Regions from separate parts of the Astyanax mexicanus genome. Here region 2 is linked to region 1. A link is a contact called in public Hi-C data. All regions are on one chromosome and are shown on one strand. The core of a region is the stretch at or near the end of the contact, and the rest is flanking DNA. Distances in the headings are between cores, read along the strand shown.

Region 1 (5,736 bases), core at 1,515-4,014:
CTGTCCAATGAAAAACACTTATCTTCATTTTTGTCGATTTTTAGTTTACTACATAATTTGAACAGACAAACTGTCCCTTACACTCTGCCAAAATCTCTTGATGAATGGACCAATAGAAACTCTTCAAAATGACCTGAAATATACTCTTTTTACATTGACTTCCATTGAAAGTTTACAAGTTTTTTTCTCTCTCCTGTAAAGTTGCTGTTTTAGAGATAATTGTTTTTCATTGGACAGCGACGATATTCATAAAGTTTTAAGAGTTCAGAAATAATCAATATTTGGTGGAATAACCCTGGTTGGTTTTTAATCACAGTTTTTTTCATGCATCTTGGCATCATGTTCTCCTCCACCAGTCTTACACACTGCTTTTGGATAACTTTATGCTGCTTTACTCCTGGTGCAAAAATTCAAGCAGTTCAGTTTGGTGGTTTGATGGCTTGTGATCATCCATCTTCCTCTTGATTATATTCCAGAGGCTTTCAAATCGGTAAAATCAAAGAAACTCATTGTTTTTAGATGGTCTCTTATTTTTTTCCACCTCCCAAAAAGCAACACATTAATCATTTATGCATCAGGGAACCACTTATATACTTAATAATTATATTCCTTGTCTCTTATTGAACAGATACTTTGTTGACTTTGAGATTTGTTTGTACTCTTTCTTGTTGGGTTTTGAATGTAATTTGTCCACGTACTACAAAAATAACTAATCTGTGAGTGCATGATAAAGAGCATAGATCAATTTCAGGGTTAATTCAGTATATCAGTGACCTTTTATTTCAGTATGTCCGTATTTTACACACAATGGAAGCTGGAGGAATCATGGGAAAGTCAACAGAGTCACTGGTTTTCACTTCATAAACGAGTCCCTCCCCGCTTTCCATCAATCCGTCAGCAGTGCGGGTGATGTGTGTGGTAGCCCTTCCTAACGCCTCTTTATGACCCTGGCATTAACAGATTTGTGTCACGCCGAAGACAATAGTGCCAGTAGTGTAAAGGCTGCGTGCGAGAGCGTGTGTTTGTTCACTTGCCAGGGTCTCGGCGGTGATCTCAGCGGGAGAGTGGCACGCTGGTCCTGTATGTGTCCGCGGGGACATGTATGTGTGTGTTTATATGTGCGGGATGTGTGTAGAGTCCGGGATCACATTGTGCCTCTGCTATTACTGGATATCCTGAGAGGAAGGAAAGAAAGGGAGGGAGGAGAGGAGTAGGAGGGGTGGTAGAGAAAGAAAGAGAGAGAGAGAGAGAGAGACCTGGCAGTGTGGAGATATATATATAACTCCGAGGAGTTATATATTCTGACGTATATATTCTGGCGGGCTGTATACATATATATATATATATATTCTCAGAGCTGTTGACACCTATGCTGCCAGTTCAGGCTCTGGGTTTCTATACCCAGATCCTTCATCAGCTTTTAAAAGTAATTAAAATTAAATTATTCGTATTTCATATTTTTCACACTATAAGGTGTACCTAAAATACTTAAATTTTCCAAAAAATTGTCAGAGCTCCTTATAATTTGGTGCTCCTTATGTATGAATTTTATCAGTCAGGTAAAATTAAGGAGCAGTAAAGTCACTCTGAACACTAAAGTACAGAGTTATACGGGTGAGGAGTCTTCAGTAAAGTTTCTCCAGCACTAATGCCGGGAGCAGCAGTATTAGCATTAGCATTAGCGGCTAACTGCAGCACTAGCTCTTTCGCCATTCAGAGGCAAGTATATTGGACTGTAGTCCAATTTTTTTATATGGTAAAACAAGCTACGTCAGGCAAACCGCTAGCTAATTGTGCCTTGGGTTTCCTCAGTGTAACGCTTTCTGGCGGCTTTTACTAGCACTACTTTTATAATTTAGCTTAATCAAAGAAAATGTGACATTCTAGGGACCAATTAATGGATTCTTTCTACTGGTTCTACTGGTCTATGTTACACAGTTTCAGAAAACATATACGCAAAAGCTTCATGCAACTTTACACAGTGCGAATTGCTGTAAAATAAGCTTTTTTGTTGTCTAATTTTATCCCATTTATCCCATTTTAAACCCGATTTACAAGGCCAATTACCAGGGAATGCCTTAATACCAGGAGGCTGAAGACTAGCACACGCCTCCTCCGACACATGTGAAGTCAGGCTCCGCCTCTTTTTAGAAAAACTGTTGCTGATGCTGTAGCATTACGAGTAGCATTGCTAAAAGCGGTAACACTCGGATTAAAAGCGCAGCGACTCGGTTCTGATACATCAGCACACAGACGCAGCCTTGTGCTAAGGCCAATTGTGCTCTCTCAGGGCTTTGGTTGCTGATGGCAAGCTGCATGACTAGGATTCTAACCAGCGATCTCTCTCAATCATAGTTGCTTTAGGCTTTATTCTGCTGGACCACTACAGGATAAGCTTTTACTGTTAGCCACGTTAGCTTTTTAGCTCCAGATTAGAACTGCAGTAAACCGTTGAGACAGAGCGTGTCTTGGCTGACCGTCTGCTCTTGAGGTAAGGGAAAATCCTGAGCGTTAGATTCTTAGATTTTCAGCCAAACCATCACTTCAGAGCCGAGCAGCATCAGGACATTTCTCTGGCTGCACGTTTAGCGGAGAGACACCAGAGAGCACTTCCAGCCGCTAAGATCACAGCTTGGCGGAGGAACGGCGGTCCTGATTCATGGCGGAGGTTTTGACATGTCTGTCCGTATGACCCTCAGCTGTGCGGAACGACCGCAACAAGAAGAAGAAGGACGTGAAGGAGGAGATGGTGCCGGTGGAGAGCTACGAGCTGAGCGGAGAGCTGGAGGAGCTGGTGAACAAAGTGAGCAAAGCGCACCAGGAGACCTGCCCCTCGCTGTGCCAGCTGGGAAAATACACCACAGTGAGTTAAAGCCTACAGCAAACAGACACATCTGCACTCTTATATACTGATAATACCCGTCAAAAATCTGGACACACCTTCTTACTCAGTGTTTTACCTTATTTCTTATTGTAGACTAATATTAAAGACGTGAAAATGAAAATTAAGTGAACGGATAAGGTACACAAATATAATTACGTAGTAAACAGTGAAAATCTAAACCTGATGAACTGAGATGGTGATTTTAGAAGAAGATTTGAGATGAGCTGGAGCTTCACATAAATTTGAAGCTAAACTTAGGATAAATCTGGTTTTATTCTGGTTTCGTTTAACATGTTTTCTTTACTAAATAATTCAGCATGTGTTTCTCTATAGCTATATTTATATTTATATATTTTTATATCAGTATTATAAGAAGAGGTGTGTCCAAACTTTTGACTGGTACTGAATACAAATACAATATAAGGATTATTATGAAAATACTGTGCATTTTGGCCCTCAGAATGTTAAAATATTTTATTTTATTGACTATATATTATGACATATTTACAAGAGAAATGTGAAGCTAAACTTAGTATAAAAGTGGTTTTATTCTGGTTAGTTTAACACTTTTAGTAGTTCTGCATGTGTTCCTGTAGCTTTATTATTATAGTCTTCAATATAATATATAAAAAAAAAACATAAAAAAAACACATTGAATGAGAGAAAAGAGGTGTGTCCAAACTTTTGACTGGTATGGCATACAAATCTACTATACAAAAGGGTTATTATGAAAATACTGTGCCTTCTGGAACCCAAAATGTTGTAATTTTTCATTCTATTGACTATATATCATATTATATATCATGAGTTATCATGTCATATTTATAAGACTATACAGAAATTATATATTTTTTCAGCTTAATTACTATTATATGCAGTATTTTTATTAGTAGTACTTCATGTTCACCCTGTCATGGGAAGCTACTGGACACAGACAGGGTGAAAAATTACAGGAATCTAGTGAAAATAATTGGAAAATAAGCTAAAATTGGCATTTAATGAAAACATAGTTGCACAATATGTGAGTTTCAGATGAAATATCAGTGTTAAAGAAACATTTTAATTGTCTAAAATCATTGTAATTAACTTGATATTTTTACCTATGAGAAATATTAGTGTTACACAGTGTTACATAGTGTTTATATGAAATTAAAAAAACCTGAATAAAATATTCACCCATATAGTATTTCTTCACGTTTCCTTCCTAATAGAATATATATATATATGTTCCAGTAGAAAAGATAAATGAGTGTCATCCCCTCTTTAATTCAGCCTGAATAATCCTGCGTTTGTAGTTCGGGGAGATAAGGATTATAGCTTTGTTCCTACAGTAATATTAGCTCTTCATAAGCTCTATATTTAGCCGCCCTTATCTTGGACCTAATTTAAACTCTATTAAATTTATGGGACGTGAATACGAATGCGTCTCCTGAGGTTTAGAACATGCCTCACTCTCCTCTTCCTCCTCCTCCTCCTCCTCCCTCTCTCTCTCTCTCTCTCTCTCTCTCTCTCTCTCAGAACTCCAGCTCGGATCACCGTGTGCAGCTGGATCTGGGATTGTGGGATAAGTTCAGTGAGCTCTCCACAAAGTGCATCATCAAAATCGTAGAGTTCGCCAAGCGTCTCCCCGGATTCACCACCCTCACCATCGCCGACCAGATCACCCTCCTCAAATCCGCCTGCCTCGACATCCTGGTAACTTTCACTATATTATTATTGTTTAACTTTAATAGCTTTTACCTAATGACATATCTTTAATAAATAAAATATACGGTAACACTTTAAAATAAGGCTCCTTTTTAAAGGGTTTATAAAAAGTTTATAAAGGAGTTCATGAATGGTTATAAGTTGTAAATACTTTAAAAACATTAATAAGCTCTTACAACACATAAATTGGAAGTGACAAACAGTGACAATGACTTTTTTTTAACATATCTAATAAAATAATATAAAAAAGTCAGTTTACTCATTTAATATGTTATTATTATAGTTAAATAAATAAATGTATTAACAGAAATGTTAATTCTGACTGATGTTTCTGATCTGAGGTTTAACCATAAAAAAATGAGGAGTGGAATCACTATTATCACTATTTGATACACGACAGGCCACCGTTTCCCTTCCTATTTATGTGTTGTTACAGCTTATTAATGGTTTATAACCTAATTAATAACCTAATCACTAATCTTCTTTCTAAACTAATTAAAAAATCTTTTTAAAGCCTAAATTGTCATATTTTAACACATTCTCCAATTCCACATATTAACAAAAAAAAAACTATAATGTGCTTTATTTACATCAAGCATAACTGATTAAGCATAACATTATGACCTCATTTTCTGATATAACAAGGACCCTACTAAAGGAGCTACTAAAAAGTGGGGTGATTTTATTTTATAACAAATAAAAATATAATGCTACAAAGGGTTAAAATCCATTTCTAATGCTCAGTTTATTCCTATTGCTACTTACAGCTGTAATTTTTTATATGCTTTTATACTTTTACTGTATACTATAGTTTTTTTTTTGCAATACTAAAATGGCACAAAACTTTATTTTCAGTTTTATGTTCATTTGATTTTTTTAAAGGTCCAAAATATTAACAGTGCACTGGATTTTGCACCGTTATCACTCCTCCTAATTGTGTTGTGTTGTTGTATTTGTCTCAGATGCTGCGGATCTGCACGCGCTACACACCTGAGCAGGACACCATGACCTTCTCAGACGGATTGACCTTGAACCGCACGCAGATGCACAACGCGGGGTTCGGGCCGCTCACAGACCTGGTGTTCGCCTTCGCCGGGCAGCTGCTGCCGCTGGAGATGGACGATACAGAAACAGGACTTCTCAGC
Region 2 (5,516 bases), core at 13-2,512, 110 kb before region 1:
ACCTATTACTAGTGGTAATATCAATGTTAGTATATTAGGGTTATATCATCATTAGTAGTATTATTATAAGTGCTAGTATTAGTTATAATCATTATTATGCTCATTTTTTGTCTTACTACCAGCAATAGCTTTGAAATAGTACTACTATGAATATATTCATATTTTTACTATAGATCACCATCATCATTATCAGTCCATTATTATGTATTATTATTATTATTTACAAACAAATATATAAACAAGCAAACAAGCAAATAAACATGCAGCGTTTGCAGGCAGCAAAATATTCTCTTATCTAATGAAATGGAAATGTTGATCTTTGACTTCACATTTGATTCATTTGTGCAACATTATGGTTTTATATGTTTGTTTTATCTTAAACTTTACTTACATGAATGATAAGTATAATATTTAGTTTGTACTTTTGCATTGTGATAAAGAACATTTAAATAGCAATAATGCTTAATTTTATTATAATGATTGTTAGTGTTGGTGCATCTTCCACCTAAACATGCAAATTCTTTCATTTAATAAACTTTGATCTAATGTCAGAATTTCAACACTAAACTATAATTTAATGCTGAATAAGTGTTGTTTAAAGGTTGTCTTTGCATTCATCATCAACATTAAATGGTAACGCAATGTAATGCAAGCAAAACTGCAACGTTTAATCAACGTTCTTTGCTTACCTGGGCTGTTGTCCATCCTTGATATGTTTCTCTCGCGCTTGAAGTGAATTGAGTGAATTCAGTCTTCAGTAACTTTTGTTTTTGAAGTCTTAAGTCAGGTGAGCCTCAGATTCTTGGACTCAGAACCGGAAAGCCGGTGAGTAGAGCGCGCACGAGCGGGACGGAGCGAGCTCAGGGCACGAGGCAAGTGTGCCACTCGCTCAGTTTGGGAAAACGAGCCCCCGAGAAAAAAAATATACACCGTCAGGAGCGCGTGTCCACGTTCCCAGGTACGCGCGCCGGGCTTCTTCTGTTCCTCTGCTGTTCTGTTCTTCTTCTGTTCAGCTCTCAGCTACCTGTGCTCGTGCGCCGGTTATGAGCATCTCTGGAGCTGAAGTGTCAAAACTCGAGCTACACACCTTGCTGCGTGTACACACCCCTCCACATACACACACACACACGCACGCACACACACGCTGCACGCTCGCTCGCTCGCGCACGCCTCACGTTTTCAGGTGACTGGGAAATGTGACTGACTTGTTTGTGTTTTGTTTTGTTGTGTTTGAGAGGGACCCACTTTAAAACGGGGGAGGGAGGGTGTGTGTGTGTGTGGGGGGGGGGGGGGGTGTAATCTCGCGCACTCCTCACTCACTTACTCACTCCTTGACTCTTCCTCGTGCGGCTCTCTCTCTCTCATTGGAGCGCGTGCGCCGCTGAGCCCCGTAAAGCCCACCGCGTGCATGTGCGCGCTGCATGTGCCGGCCGCATCCCTGCCCTACTGACACACATTTTATGCAAAACAGGGCGCGTGCGGCAAGCTGAGAGAATGGAGGCAGGGGGCGTGCACGTGGACTGTGGGCGGGGCTCACCGTGACTGCCGCTGCTGTTATTGAGCGCGTCGGCGCGATATTTAAAATACTGATAATAATAATAATATAAAAACATCAACATGTACAGAGTCATCTGAGGTTTTATTCAGCGCGCGTGCGCGTCCAGGACAAATTTCCAGTAACAATAACAATCCAGTATGCGTGAAGGAAAGTGTTCTGTATTTTTCCCAGCTGGAACATCACCGACCTTCAGTGTTTTATTCCGTTTAGAATAGTGTGATTTGTATTTTAACAAACCTAAAATAATAAAAAAAGGTTTTGTAAAAAAAAAAAAAAAGCACTTAATGCAAATAAATGTTTTAATTTTTTTTTTAACTCGGAAACAACGTTGACGTGTCTTTAAAATATGATCTTATTTTAAATATTAGTATTTGGATTTTATTATACTATCATACTCTATTTAATGAGTCAGATCAGTCTCAATAAATGAATCAGATTAATAACAGAAAAAAATACGAGATTAATTGCTACTAATCACACCTTTTCTTCTTCTTAAAACAAAGCTTATTCAATAATTATTAAAACATTTACAATGTTTTATTACTTCCCTGTATTTTTGGGAAGGGGCAATATTAGTAGTAAAAGTGAAGTGTAGTCTGCTTAGCAGACTATATATCATAATATCCCATAATATATGGGAAGATTTGATTCTTTTTGAATGAAAATATTTGAATGTTCTGACTTAAGGAACTTTATTATTGATTATTGATTATTCCCTCTGTGTTTAAGAAAGAGAAAAGTCCACAGAACCGTGTCTCAAACAGAGGAATGGAGTCCTCTAGTGGTTACACGCTGCAGTTGGGAGGGAGTTTCATCTATTTCCCAATAATTACTCCAAACAGCTGAATAAATATTAAATAAAACTAAGCACATATTTATATCAGCAATATATATATATAGCAATAACTAAAAACAATAAGATAAGAATAAAAGTAAAATAAAAAATAACTAAAAATTAAATATGACCAAAAATAAATCAACTATAACAGTGGCAGGTTGTCTGGCTTTGTGTTTTATCCGGATTCTACATGCAGCCCAACAAACATTTACACTGATTATTCCTGGATACAAAGCTTTATGGTATGTGAGCATGGTCATAAAGTGACACTTCCTGTTATTTGCAGTCTATCGTTCATGCGCCATATCATTTCCTTAATGATGACATCACAGGAACTGTGTGACAGGGTTGAACAAAAAAGCTGGTGGACGTGTGTTACAACTGCTATATTCTATCATAATAATGCATCTATTGAGATGTATCTGCTTACATATTTATATAGTTACTTAAAATAGATGGATGATAAATGACAGAAAGAATTAATGATTAGTGATTGAAATGTTAAAATGAATTGTTACAAGCATTATTATTATTATTATTATTATTATTATTATTATTATTATTATTATTATTATTATTATTATTATTATTATTATTATTATTGTTGTTGTTGTTGCTCCGAGGCGCCCCCTGTGGGTCTGTACCATTAAGTGCAGCAACTGTGACCTAACATTACCCCTGCTGGAAATCCCTGCGATAAACACTGATACGCTATTTAAGAATCTCGCTTAAAACGTTTTAAAACACGTTGAAGCTAATTTGTATGAAGCTAATAATATTTGAGTATTGAATAAATACCTATTTTTACTTATTTACATAATTATCCTATGTTTAGATTATGGAGAGTCTCTCTAAACGTTGTTTTAGGTAAAGTTAATTAGATTAAATTACTTTTACACATCAATAATAATTTCATATTACATCCCAAAAAACAGATATCAGGTCGACTTTATACATTTATTTTACCTGAAGTTTTAAGCCTGATTTATTTTCTCTGTAATTCCTAAAAGTGTCGGTAGAGGCCGCCACATCTTAGGAAATTTGATTTCTTGAAAAACATTGCATTTGGAGCTTTTGTTAATTTAGGCTTTAGACCTACAGAGGGAAAGCAGGGTATTTGGTGGGAGATGATAGCCTGAAGAAAAAAAAAATTATTAGAAAACTTTGAAAAGCTTGTGCAGCAAGTAGTTCCTTAAATGGTATTTTTTATTACCTTTTTAACCACATTTTCTTTCCTATTTATATGGATTAAGACTAGCACAAAAAAATCTCCTCTGACACATGTGAAGTCAGACTCCGCCTCTTTTTGAACTGCTGCTGATGCTGTAGCATTGTTGAGTAGCATCACAGCAGCGCTAACGCTCGGAGAAAAGCAGCGCAGCGACTCGGTTCTGATACATCAGCTCACAGACACAGGCTTGTGCTGATCCACATCACCCTAGGAGTGATGAGGGGAAAAGAAAGAGCACCATCTACTGTACTGTACCCACCCAGAGAGAGCAAGAACAATTAAAAAAGTTAAATCATCTTCCCATTTAGATTTAGTTGTAATAATTTGATGTTTTAAGTGATGCTAACTTAAGTTAAACTTAAACGTTTTTAATGCAACCGGTTTCCTCAAATTTTTTTAAAGTAAATTCAACTTATCTGGGATTACAGTGTAAGACGTAAATACTAAAAAAAAAAAAAAAAAAAAAACTTGAACCCAAAGAAAGAGTAAAGAAATACACTGAATTTCTCCACAGTTTCCGTGGTGTTTTGGAGGTTGCCAGGGTTAATGGCGTGTGCTAAATGGTGGAACTTTATCCAGCAGCTATGAACCTGCATTACTGTGGGCGACGTATGCATTGAGGAGCATGTTATGGCAGAGCATAATTACAGAGTGTGTTTGGGAACTAAGCAGAAGCTGCTGCCAACACACACACACACACACACACACACACTCAGCAGTAAAAAAACACCTTGTGCCTCCGGCTAGGTAGACAGCCATCAGTGTCTGTCATCTCCGTCTCCCTCCCCCTCTAAACCCTGGCGAGCTGCAGGTCTCGCTCAGCTTTGTTCCTGCAGTTTTTCTGAGATTAAACAGATGCCAGCTTTGCTGACGCTGATGAGCAATTTAGCAAGTCCGTACGAAGCTCAGCGCTCACCGGAGCGCTGGGATGTGTTTGTGTGAGTCAGATGAGAGAGGAACGGTGCGTTGTGAAACTGCTACTTTATTACAGGAATGGATTTAGGCTCTTTTTAATTGGGCTGCCTCTACCTTTTGTGATTTACAGCTTCGTAAAGCTGCGACCAGTACGTTCCTGTTCAATTGCCTGCCAGCTAAAAATCGTTAGCTTATTAGCTTCGACAAAGAGCTGCTCTGATAGCTGATGGGTTTATGGTGGGCCACTCGAGAAAGCATTGGCTAGTCCATGGTTAGGACTATATTTTTACTCTGGGTGATTGATAACAGCCACTGCTGGGTAGAGTCAAAGTCAAGCTAGTTTTGGGCCATAATAGAAATGCTGAACAAGAATTAAACTAAATTGAATTGAATTGAGGATTTCTATTCAGGCATTACATAAAAAGCCTTAATGTTTGCATAATTTACAATATTACAAAAAGCATAGTTGTAATTGTAACAGAAAATATATAAAGAAATGTAAGTAAATCTGCATCTTGACATCATGTTCTCCTCCTCCACCAGTCTTACACACTGCTTTTGGATAACTTTATGCTGCTTTACTCCTGGTGCAAAAATTCAAGCAGTTCAGTTTGGTGGTTTGATGGTTTGTGATCATCCATCTTCCTCTTGATTATATTCCAGAGGTTTTTTTAATTAGGTAAAATCAAACAAAATCATCATTTTTAAGTTTTGTCTTATTTTTTTCTAGATTTTCTAGATTTTTTTTATCATAGCAGGCATTACCACTCACAGTAGACAGGGCAGGACAATCTGTACTAATGTAAAATGTGAATTTTACATGAATATTTTTGTGATAAAAAAAAAATAATTTGTGGAGAAACAAACGAATCTGTCAGAAATTACAGTACATCCACAATTAAAAATAATAAAATCCTTTAGAAATTTATTTTTCACAGAGAATCTTTACAGAGAAACTCTTCTAAGGGGCATTC

Evidence for each region. A called contact is a pair of places that touch in the nucleus more often than the background predicts.
Region 2: a contact with region 1 is called in a Hi-C map of muscle, with 14 times the contacts expected there. The contact joins the promoter of nr1d4a here to the enhancer-like site in region 1. A contact is called at or near these places in 2 of 3 Hi-C or Micro-C datasets (both in muscle).

Annotation. Positions count from the first base shown.
Region 1 is chr13:1,223,144-1,228,879 of AstMex3_surface, reverse strand. rarga (retinoic acid receptor gamma a) reads left to right here. Exons shown (of 9, transcript XM_022677083.2): 5 at 2,700-2,863; 6 at 4,403-4,579; 7 at 5,554-5,736. Among protein-coding and RNA genes, the nearest start is that of calcoco1a, 44 kb to the right of the region's middle. Within about 2 kb of position 2,764, the one cell type or tissue checked has an H3K27ac peak away from gene starts, as active enhancers do.
Region 2 is chr13:1,328,314-1,333,829 of AstMex3_surface, reverse strand. It overlaps nr1d4a (nuclear receptor subfamily 1, group D, member 4a), which reads right to left and starts at 1,262. Exons shown (of 8, transcript XM_022677081.2): 1 at 690-1,262. The coding sequence starts at 705.